2 separate regions of the Capra hircus genome follow, and region 1 is linked to region 2. The links are chromatin contacts, called in public Hi-C maps. All regions are on one chromosome and are shown on one strand. Each heading gives the region's core, a stretch centred on a gene start, on an enhancer-like site or on the middle of the called end of the contact. The rest is flanking DNA. Distances are from core to core; before and after follow the strand shown.

Region 1 (5,055 bases), core at 419-2,918, 67 kb before region 2:
AGGCTCCACCAAGCATGCAGGCAGAGAGGGTTTGCTAATGGTGGGTGGATCCCTGTGGATGGAGCTTTGTCCTTGCTGTGCCAACAGCTGCCCCCAGAGGGCGCCAGGAGGATATTGTTCTGGGTGACATCAGGCCTGACGGTGAAACCTTCCTCATCCACCTCTGGACAAGTCTGGGGAGGGACAAGCAAGCAATGCGTTAGCCTCTCCAGTACCAAACCTCCCATCTCACCCTGCCATGCCCGCCTCCCACCTCTGGGCCCTGACTCAGATCAAAAAAGAACCCCAGTGGCAATAACTATCTTCCCGCGGTGTGTGGGCAGGTTCTTAAAGGAAGAGAACACGCCACTACCTGTCCTGAGGGGCAAACTGAAGCGAAAGGAGGATATTGGTCCCTCCCACATCATCCATGGGGGTTTGCAGCCAATGTGGGACTGGAACCTGGTCCCTAAGCCGTGTGACCTCTAGCCCCTTGAGCTCCAGGCGTGGTTTCCAGACATGGGAGTGGGGAGCAAGGCAGGACTGGGCCCCTCCCATGGCACTTACCCCTAAATCAGGTTCCAGGGAATCTCTGCGGATGGAGAAGCAGATGTCAGTGTCTGCTCCGCCACCTCCTCTGGCCCTCCGCTCCACCCCCAACACCAGATGCAGAACCTGCAGGCAGTCCCCTGGGCGGCTCTGTGGTCCTGGGCCAGCCCTGCAGGTGCGGCAACCTTGGGGCTAGCTTGGGGCTGGGGCCAGTGAGTCTGAGTTAGCTGAGTGTGGGGCATTCTCAAACAGCTTGGAAGGGGAGGGACTTGGAAATCAGTCTGAATGTAGGGCTCACCTTGGCAGGAAAATAACAGGGCCAGCCTTGGCAAAGAGAAGAATTCTGGGCTAGCCTGGGCAAGGCTAACCCTGGTCTAGCCAGGGAGACCACGGGTATAGGGAAGAATTTGGTACTAGTTTGGGCAGAGAGACTCGTGGGCTCATCTTGACAATGGTAGAATTACCAGGCTAGATGAGATGAGGGAAACAGCAAGTCTAGCCCTGCCAGGGAGAAATCCCAGGCCAGCCAGGGCAGGGGTAATCCTGGATGGGTCTGCAACAGGCCGCCCCTGGTCTAGTCTTGGCAAAAGGAGAATTCTGGATGACCTTGTGTGTGTGCTAAGTCACTTCGCTCGTGTCCAACTCTGTGTGGCCCTATGGACTGTAGCCTGCCAGGCTCCTCTGTCCATGGGATTCTCCAGGCAAGAATACTAGAGTGGGTTGCCATGCCTTCCTCCAGGGGATCTTCCCCACCCAGGGGTTGAGTCCATATCTCTTAAGTCTCCTGCATTGGCAGGTGGGTTCTTTGCCACTAGTACCATCTGGGTAGCCCCCTGGACTAGTTTGGGCACTGGTAATACTGAGCTAGCCTGGACAGAAGTGCTTCTGGGCTGGCCTGGGTAGAAGGGATCCTGGGCTAGCCTGGAATGGAAATTCTCTTGGGCTACCCTAAGCATGGGACTTCCAGGAGAGCCTAGGAATGAGGAGGGATCCTGGGTTAGCCTGGGCCAGGGCTGGGGCTGGGATGCTTCCTCACACAGCTGTAGGTGGCTCCCGCTCCCGCCGGCTCAGTCCTGGGAGGCGAAAGGCCTTGGCTCCACGCAAACGTTTCATTGCTGAGAACAGATGAAGGGGTGCAGATGAGCCCTGGGTGGGGGTCCCCTTCCCATTCAGATCTGCCTCCCTCATCCCCATGGTCCAGCCTGGGCATCCAGGCCCAGACGTACTTGCCTTCCTGCAGGGTAGCCGCTCTGTACGCCTCAAAGTCCAAAGGCCCTGGGACAGAAATAATTGAGACACTCAGCCAGGCAGGGGGACTGGGCCTGGGAAGGGTAGCAATATACCTTTGGTCACACAATGGCACCTGGGTCTGAGCGTAAGGTGAGTCAGGGTCCAAGGCGTGAGCCAAGATGCTGAACCAGTCTCGGAGATAGTCATGCGTGGGATGGGCCAAGGGTTCTTGGTCTTGCCTTGGATGGTGCCACCTTGGGATGGACTGGAGGGACTGCCTGAGTTACTTCTACTTCCAGAATTTCTGGGTAGAACTTGGGTGGGTCAGAGGATGGATCATAAATGTCAGTGCAGTGGGCTGAGCCTTAAGTCCCAGGATGAGGACCTGGGACTCTCTCCCAAGGGTGATGGGAAACCACAGAGGTTATGTGAGCAAGAGCAGGGCATGAGAAATCTGGAGCCAGTGAAAAACAAGAATGGAGGTTCACACAATGAGAAGTAGCCTGAGCTGGTGCTGAGCTATAGAGACGGGAGGGAGAAAAGACAGACCCTAGTGGTTGTCTAGACCTAAGGATGTAAACAGCATTTACCAAAGTACCTACTGTGTGCCAAGCACACATTTTGTCCTTTATTTGCATCAAATTAGTGAACCCTGAATATTCATTGGAAGGGCTGATGCTGAAGCTCCAATACTTTGGCCACCTGATGCAAAGAGCTGACCCACTGGAATAGACCCTGATGCTGGGAAAGACTGAGGGCAAGCGAAGGAGCCAACAGAGGATGAGACGGTTGGATGGCATCTCTGACTCAGTGATGTCCATTGAGTTTGAGCAAACTCAGTGAAGGACAGGGAAGCCTGGCGTGCTGCAGTTCATTGGGTTGCAAAGAGTCAGACAAAACTTAGCGACTGAACAACAGTAACAGTGAACTTTCACAACACCATTAGTTGGGCGCTATCATCCCTACTTTACAGAAGAGGAAACTAAAACTCAAGAGAAGGCAAGACAGATGCCCAAGGTGACACAATGAGTAACAAGGGAAAGATGCAAACCCAGATGTGACCCTAAAACTTGGGCTCTCAATTCTTCCTTGACCCTGTAATCTGGGACATTTTCAAATGGGCCTTTTGCTCAATAATCCTCAGTGGCTCCCTTGAGCCCTCAGGGAAACAGTTGAAAGGCTGACCCTGGCATTCAAGACCTCTCTGGTATCTAGTGGTAAGAGGTTTATCTGTAAGATTAGGCATCAAGTTCTCTTCCTCTGTAGGTTGCTGAGTTAGATTTGTCTTCAGTCCATTTTTTAAAAAGATTATTTTTAAAAATGTGGACTACTTTAAAAGTCTTTTATTGAATTTGTTACAATACTGTTTCTGTCTTCTGCTTTGGTTTTTTGACTGCAAGGCATGTGGGAGTTCCCTGACCAGGAACTGAATCTGCACCCCCTGCACGGGAAGAAGCCAGCCCCTGGACCACCAGGGAAGTTTCATCCATCCATTTTGCTTTTCTTTTTTTTTAACCCCATTTTTCTGGTGAGGAAAATGAAGCCCAGGGAGGTTCATTCTCTAGGCTCTTGAATCCCGTTCCTTCCCCATAGCTGTGGCTCCACAGCCCAACTCCCATGGATGCCCCAGACTCACCAGGCTTCTCCTGGCCTGTGCCTTTGCTCTCTGCAAACTTCCTCAGCAGCATCTCCACGCTGACGTTTTCTACGTTCTGCTTAAACTCCTCATGCACCTGGGCCAGGAGGACGGAGTCTGTAACCAGGCAGGGCCTTCTTGCCCAGCACCCCAACCTCATTCCCCACCCCCAACACCACTCACCTGCCCAATTTGCACATGGGTGTCCTCCACTGAGTGGGCGTAAGAGCCCATCAGTGCCTTCATTTGCCGCAGGTGGGTCTCTTCCATGGCTTGGAAGCGCTGAGGCAGGAGGGGAGGAGCAAAATGGGAAGGCGTGGCTAGTGACCCCACCTGACCAATCAGAATGTTCCAACCCCCTGGCCTCAGTGATTGATTTGGGTAAGAGCTCTGGGACTTTTGCTGGAATCATAGAAAAAACACTTATCCTGACTCAATGAGCTGGTAGATAAATGGGGCCGCTGCTGGTGGCTACTTTGTAACACACACACACACACACACACACACACACACACACACACACACACACACACACACACTGAGACACTGAGGAGGGTATGTCTGCCTGGGAATGAAGCCCTCAGGGAGAAAAACAGATTTGAGAAGCAAAGAGGCACAACTTCCTGCCAACACCATTTGGGCACCTGGATCCAGCCAGGCCTGAAGCTCTGCCCCACCCTGAACTTTTCAGTTCCCTGAGCCTGTAAGTCTCCTTGTCAGTTTGAACAAAGATTTCTATTGCTTGCAACTTTCTATCACTATAAAATCGAAGGAAAAAAAATCTAATTCTTAATCCTGAGCTCCCAATCTGCTTTTTAAACCTTTGAGTAGACAGAGACCCAGAGAGGTGCAGTGCCTGGCCAAAGGTTGCACAGCTGGTGATGGACAGAGGCTAGACCAGGAATCCAGGCTTTTCAGTCACCATGACATGTCAGGAGACTCTTGGCTTCTAAATCCTGCCCCATCTTGTTGAAAAACCTCATCAATAATAATAATAATACATCATATAGAGTGGTTTCTATGCACCTGGTACTAGTCTGAAAATTTCATATATGGTGACTCATTTAATCTTCACAAGTCTATGAGGCAGGTAGTATTACTGTCCCCATAATTTTACAAATGGTGAAATTAAGGCACAGAACTGATTTGGTCTTTGAAATAATAATAACATCAACAACAACAACAAGAGCTAACTGGCTCTAGAATTTTACAGTTTTGGCCTGTGATTCGAAGGCTTCTGGGAGTTGAGGGTTTGGAAGGCTCTGGACTTCTGAGGCCCATAGCATCCTGGGCCCAGGAATGTGTAGGTCTCCAAGGCCCAGTTCCTACCAGAGCTGAGTCCAGCATTTTCTGCTCAAAGTCAGAGCGGGCTGAGTTGTATTTCTCCACCAAACGCCGCAGGCTCTCTGCTGCCTTCCTGGTCTTGGTCTCCGCCTAGTAGACACAGGGAGGGGACGGGGCTGGGAAACTCTCCCTGGCCCCATCCCCAGCACGTAGACTCCCGGGGTGCCCAGGGTGTGGTCACGCAGGTTCAACGACCATGGCTCTGTGCTATGCTTTCACGCTCCCATCAGGCAGCCCCGCCACCTCTCGGCAAACCCCTCGGGTCTGTGTGGGCCAGTGGTGGCTGGGGACCCGCAGCTGTGCACCCACCTTGTCCA
Region 2 (5,164 bases), core at 1,783-4,282:
AGTATCTAGCACCCCAGCGGGGGATGTGAACCCAGGCTATGTAACTCCAGGCCCTGCAAGAGGCATTCATTCATCCATTCAGTAAACACTTTCTGACAAATTTCCTATGCCTCCAAGAGGTCCCCAAGGAGACCCCAGTCTGCAGGAGGAAGAGCTGGCCACAGATGCCCCCTAACTGTGGAGCCAGGGCTGGGCTAGAGGGTGGACCTGGAGCTGGAGGAGTCCAGAGTGGGGCAGTGAAGGCTCTGTATGGGGAGACAGGGAAGGTATCCTAGGAAAAGGGACATTGAAGCTGGGCTTTTGAAGAATGCACTTGAGTTCATCAGGCAGATCTTGCATTCATTAATTCAGCAAACATCCTCAGCCAAATCCTCTGTGCCAGCCTCACCTCAGCCTGGTTGCAAGGAGCTAGGAGAGACAGAACCAGACATGGACTCCCCAAAGAGTCATGGATGGGCTGGAAGGGGAAGGAGGGGCTGGTATTGCTCCAAATGGAGGAACATAGACGTTCTTCAGGGGTCTCCTGAGAGAAGGATGTGGCTTCAGTTCGCTCCTGCAGAGCAGAGAGTTGATGCTAAATGTTTTTGTTTTGAAATATATTGCATGGGTTAAATGAGACCAAGCCAACATGTGTGTGTGTGTGTGCGCGTGCGCTGAGTCTCCCAGTCATGCCTGACTCTTTGCGATCCTTTGGACTGTAGCCCATGGCTCCTCTGTTCATAGGATTCTGCAGGCAAGAACACTGAAGTGGGTCACTATTCCCTTCTCCAGCAGATCTTCCTGACCCAAGGATCGAACCTGGGTCTCCTGCATAGCAGCAGAATTCTTTACTGTCTGAGCTACCAAGGAAGCCCTCTTAAACCCCATACTATGGAGCAAAAAGGAAAGAGGCATCTAGGAGTGACCTGACAGGGATAGGCACTTGCTTGCAATGAGTTTATGTCATAAAATCACCAGGATGTGGGGTGGGGGTGGGTGGAATGGGGGAGGAAAGCTGCCTCTTATTTATAATCCCAGTCCTCTCTGGGTGGGCGATCTCTCAGCCACTCCCCCAAATTCCCCAATTAGTGCAAAGATGCCCCCAGAAATGGTGATTCCCTCCTCCTCTTAGCAGCTCAGGGTCCCACCAAGCTCCGCCCCCATGGGGGGCTGGACAAGACAGCCCACTTTGGACACTTACCAGAGGCTCGCAGACATGAATGCCCATCCCTTCCTCTCCCTCGGGCCACTCCAAATCCTACCTCAGTGTGGGCCCTAGATAGAGGATGAGTAGGGAGGGAGGTGCCAGGCTGGCGTGGCTTGGATCCCTGGGGGCTGCAGAGGATCGTGTAGGGGAACCATGAGTCACTGTGGAGCACATCCTCAACGTCATCCTCACAAAAGACCAGTCCCCCTTCCCCGCCCCATTCCACACACATGTATGCCAGACCGGTAGCAAGGGAGTCTTGGTCCCGACCTCAGGAGCTTCTAGCTCAGGGCTCCCAAAAGTGTTACCAAACTGGACTCAGGTCCTCTCACCCAATGCGCTGCAAAGCCAGTCAACTGATACCAGTTGTGGTGAAGGAAAGTGCAGCAATCCTTTGCACAGTGCCAAGTACGGCGAGAAGGTAGCTAAAGTGCCAAAGGTGTCCAACCTCTGATGGCTTCCAGGAAAGGGTGGTGAGGGTCACAGGGTGTATGACCATGTCATGGACATTTTTCCGATTGGTTGGTGATGAGTTAACAGGGTAATCAATCTTCTGCCTCCAACCAGTTTAGGCTCTATATGTTTGAGGTCAGCAGTTTCCATCTGGTGGGGTCCTGGTTTTTGCAAAAACAGCATAAGAATATGTGTCAGAAGGCACATAGCCTTGAGGGGTAACCTCAAGGATAAACTAGGGGTTTTGTGACTCTTTTTTCTGGTGGACCTATTTAATTTGCTATTACTTTCCCAGTTGACTGCTTCATTTTTGTTCCTGATTTTCCACTTCTCCAGTCATCAATTGCTTGAGTCTGCTCTCTCGGAAGGCCTAAGAAGCTAAAAGCTTTTTTCTACAAGCAAGAAGTGGGGAACACAGATGTCTGTCACTGGCAAGGCCCCACAGGGCGTGTTTCTGTTTCAGAGGGTGGAGAGCTCCCGAATCTCTGGTACCAGATTAATTCATTAATTATACCAGTCGATATTTATTTCTTTTTAAATTTTATTTTATCTTCGGCTGCGCGGGATCTTTGTCGCTGCACGCAGCCTTTCTTTAGTTGTGAAAACGGGGCTACTCTCTAGTCGTGGTGTGCCGGCTTGTCATTGTGTTGGCTTGTCTTGTTGCGGAGCATGGGTTCTAGGCCACCACAGGCTTCAGTGGCTGCCGAAACGCGGGCTCGAGATCCCTCAGGCTTCAGTAGCTGAGGTGCGCTGGGCTTGGTTGCTCTGCTGGCATGTGGAATCTTCCCAGACCAGGGATCAAATGCGTGTCCCCTGCTTTGGCACGCGGATTCTTAACCACTGGTCCACCAGGGAAGTCCGACATATATTGCTTGAGCTCCTTCTGTATGCTGCTGGGCAATGGGGAGACAATGTTTTCTGAGCTGCAGCCCTAGCTTCTAAAGAACTTGCTGCCTGGTTGGGAAACAGACAAGAAAACTGGTATAAGAACAGAAGATGCTGAAGGCCCCAGGGGCGTTCTCCAACCAGCCTTGGGCATCAGGGCTTTCCCAGACGAGGGGACATTTCAGCTGGGAAGGTTAGAGAAAGCAGCCTATACAGGAGAGAGGAGGAGGTGTTTCTGGCAATGGGAACAGTGCGTGCAGAAGCCTGCACAAAGGTGTGTCAGAGGAATTAAAGACATCTTACTGAGGCACGGTTTGGAGGCAGATGCTAGAGGAGGAGGGAAGATTGGGAGCCAATCACCGCGCAAGGAGAGCCTTGCGGCCAGAGCTTTCGAAGTACGTCCTCCAATTCGCTACCAGCTGTTGTATGAAGTACTGCTCTAGCGGTTACACCCCGCGGATCCAATCAGCGCCGGCCACCAGGGCGTGGTCAGGGGCGGGGCTGCATCCTGGCTGGCACGCAGGTCCAGGGCGGGAGGCGACCTGCCTTGTGGATTGCAGTCCGGGGAGGAGAACTGGGATTGGAGGAGACATAGAGGAGTCCTGACCTAGTTTCCCACCATCGTCCAGATCTGGAACCCCAAACTGCGCCGTGCCCGACATCCATACGCTTTCCAAATCAAACGGTCGCCATGGTATCCGCATCTCCCGTTCCACTGAAGACGCCGCCGTGTAACACAAGGCTGAAGACGACACAGGGGTCAAGGGTGCCGACCGCATGAGGGGGTCTGGTGAAGTGCAAACTCCAGCTATGTCCCTCCTCGGCTCTTTGACTTCCCTGTGCCTCAGTTTCCCCGTCGCTTGAACCTGTATCGAAACAGCCGCACCCAGTAGAGGCGCTGTTGGGATTAAAGGAGTTAAAACACTCCCAGCTCGAAGCAGAAGCTCCACGTGCTAAATGCGCATCGGGTTAATTATTCTTGTAATTTATCATTTTGCTTTGGAAATCTACTGGCCACAGGCAACCCTCTCAAGTAGACAACTGCCGGCGATCTGCTTGGGGTCTTCTCAGGGAGAGCATTCCCAACCCAGGCCTCTTTCCAGATGGATCGATTTTAACCACAATAAAGGTGGCATCCTGTTCTTAAACATAATAAAACATGGGTTCATTTGGGCTTGGCGTTCCCCTTTTGCATTCTAGAGCCCAAGTGTTTATGCATCTGGGTCTCAAACATTTTCAAAGGATTCTCGGGTGCCCTGGGCACCCGGACTCATACAGACCTGCCTGACAGTGCCTTAATGGTAGTCTTAGAGGCATGGCTTCGGGTCCAGCTGTGCCTCCTACTGTCAGCAGTTTGGGCACATGTTTTGGCATTTCTGATCAGTTTCCCACCTGTCAAAGATAACATCACTGAAGCCCCTTTGTCGAGTGTTCTCAGCCCTCTCCCTTGGCTGGGCGGGAGTCCATGGGGTCTTCAGCCAGTCTGGGGCGGAGAAGCAGGTCTCGGAAGGCTGGCATGAATGAGGGTGCACGTCTGAGTTGGGGCGTGTCTTGACTGGGGCAGTGGGGGCAGCAGGGGCCTGGAGACTGGAAAAGGCAGAGGCTTTGGGTTCCTGCTGGTTCCTTCCCTGAGCTGGATCCAGGCCCGAGGGTGGATGAGCCTCCCAAACTCTTGAGATTTTCACTTTGGACATAAAAAGCATCTCGACTCCAAGAGTCACTCCTTTACGCCTTGATTTAATGGAACCGAAGCATAAACGAGTAATGGAATGATTGTACACACCTGCGGAATGGAAATTATTGTATGCACCCGGGAAGATGGCGCATAAGAAAGGTAAGCAAGAACTCAGTAATTGTTGAGAGGGAGCCCTTGCTTTAAAAAACAAACGAACGAAAACTATCATTTTAGAGGATTTGGGAGTGTAGGTGTTAAGCGCTGCAGCTGAATTCCCTGGGTTTAAACCCCAACTCTGTCACTTCCTAGCTGCGTGAATTTGGGTATGTGACTTAAAATTTTTGTTCTGTTTCCCTGCCCATATAATCAACTTGGAGATTAAAGGAGTGAACATTTGTAGAGTTTTGCCCAGCACCTGGCACACTGAAGGAACTTGCTAAATAAAGTAATCCTCTGGAGCTGGTACCTCACTCCAGGTGACCCCCAACCGTGGGCATCAGCCGTTGGCCCAGTGCTGCCCCCTGCTGGTCACTCTGGGGACTTTAGACTGAGTCCCGCCTCTGAGGCCGGAGCCCCGCCTGGCCAGTCCCATGGCTTTGCCCCTTTCGAGGCCTCACTCTCTTGGCCAGTTCAATCGCTGTCTTGTATTATTAGCCTCCTTAGGCCAATCCATCATAGCTCATAACCGAGGCATAAAGGAGTAATGGGGTGAGCTATGAGGGAGCGCGTCCTCCCTTTGCCTAACCCTTTGGTTAGGACCTTTGTCCTCAATGTCTCTGCTTTTCAATATGCTGTCTAGGTTGGTCATAGCTTTTCTTCCAAGGAGCAAGTGACTTTTAATTTCATGGCTGCAGTCACCATCTGCAGTGATTTTGGAGCCCAATAAAATAGTCTCTCACTGTTTCCAGTATTTCTCCATCTATTTGCCATGAAGTGACGGGACCAGATGCCATGATCTTCGTTTT

What was found. A called contact is a pair of places that touch in the nucleus more often than the background predicts.
Region 1: a contact with region 2 is called in a Hi-C map of blood, with 4 times the contacts expected there. The contact joins two enhancer-like sites. A contact is called at or near these places in 3 of 5 Hi-C or Micro-C datasets (all in blood).

What each region holds. Positions count from the first base shown.
Region 1 is chr7:103,399,739-103,404,793 of ARS1.2, reverse strand. It overlaps FCHO1 (F-BAR domain only protein 1), which reads right to left. Exons shown (of 28, transcript XM_018051400.1): 7 at 5,048-5,055; 8 at 4,724-4,828; 9 at 3,578-3,676; 10 at 3,395-3,491; 11 at 1,759-1,803; 12 at 1,565-1,643; 13 at 547-571; 14 at 116-173. Among named protein-coding and RNA genes, the nearest start is that of B3GNT3, 16 kb to the left of the region's middle. Within about 2 kb of position 1,668, at least 2 of the 5 cell types and tissues checked have an H3K27ac peak or open chromatin away from gene starts, as enhancers often do.
Region 2 is chr7:103,333,504-103,338,667 of ARS1.2, reverse strand. No RefSeq gene overlaps it. Among named protein-coding and RNA genes, the nearest start is that of MAP1S, 7.2 kb to the left of the region's middle. Within about 2 kb of position 3,032, at least 1 of the 5 cell types and tissues checked has an H3K27ac peak or open chromatin away from gene starts, as enhancers often do.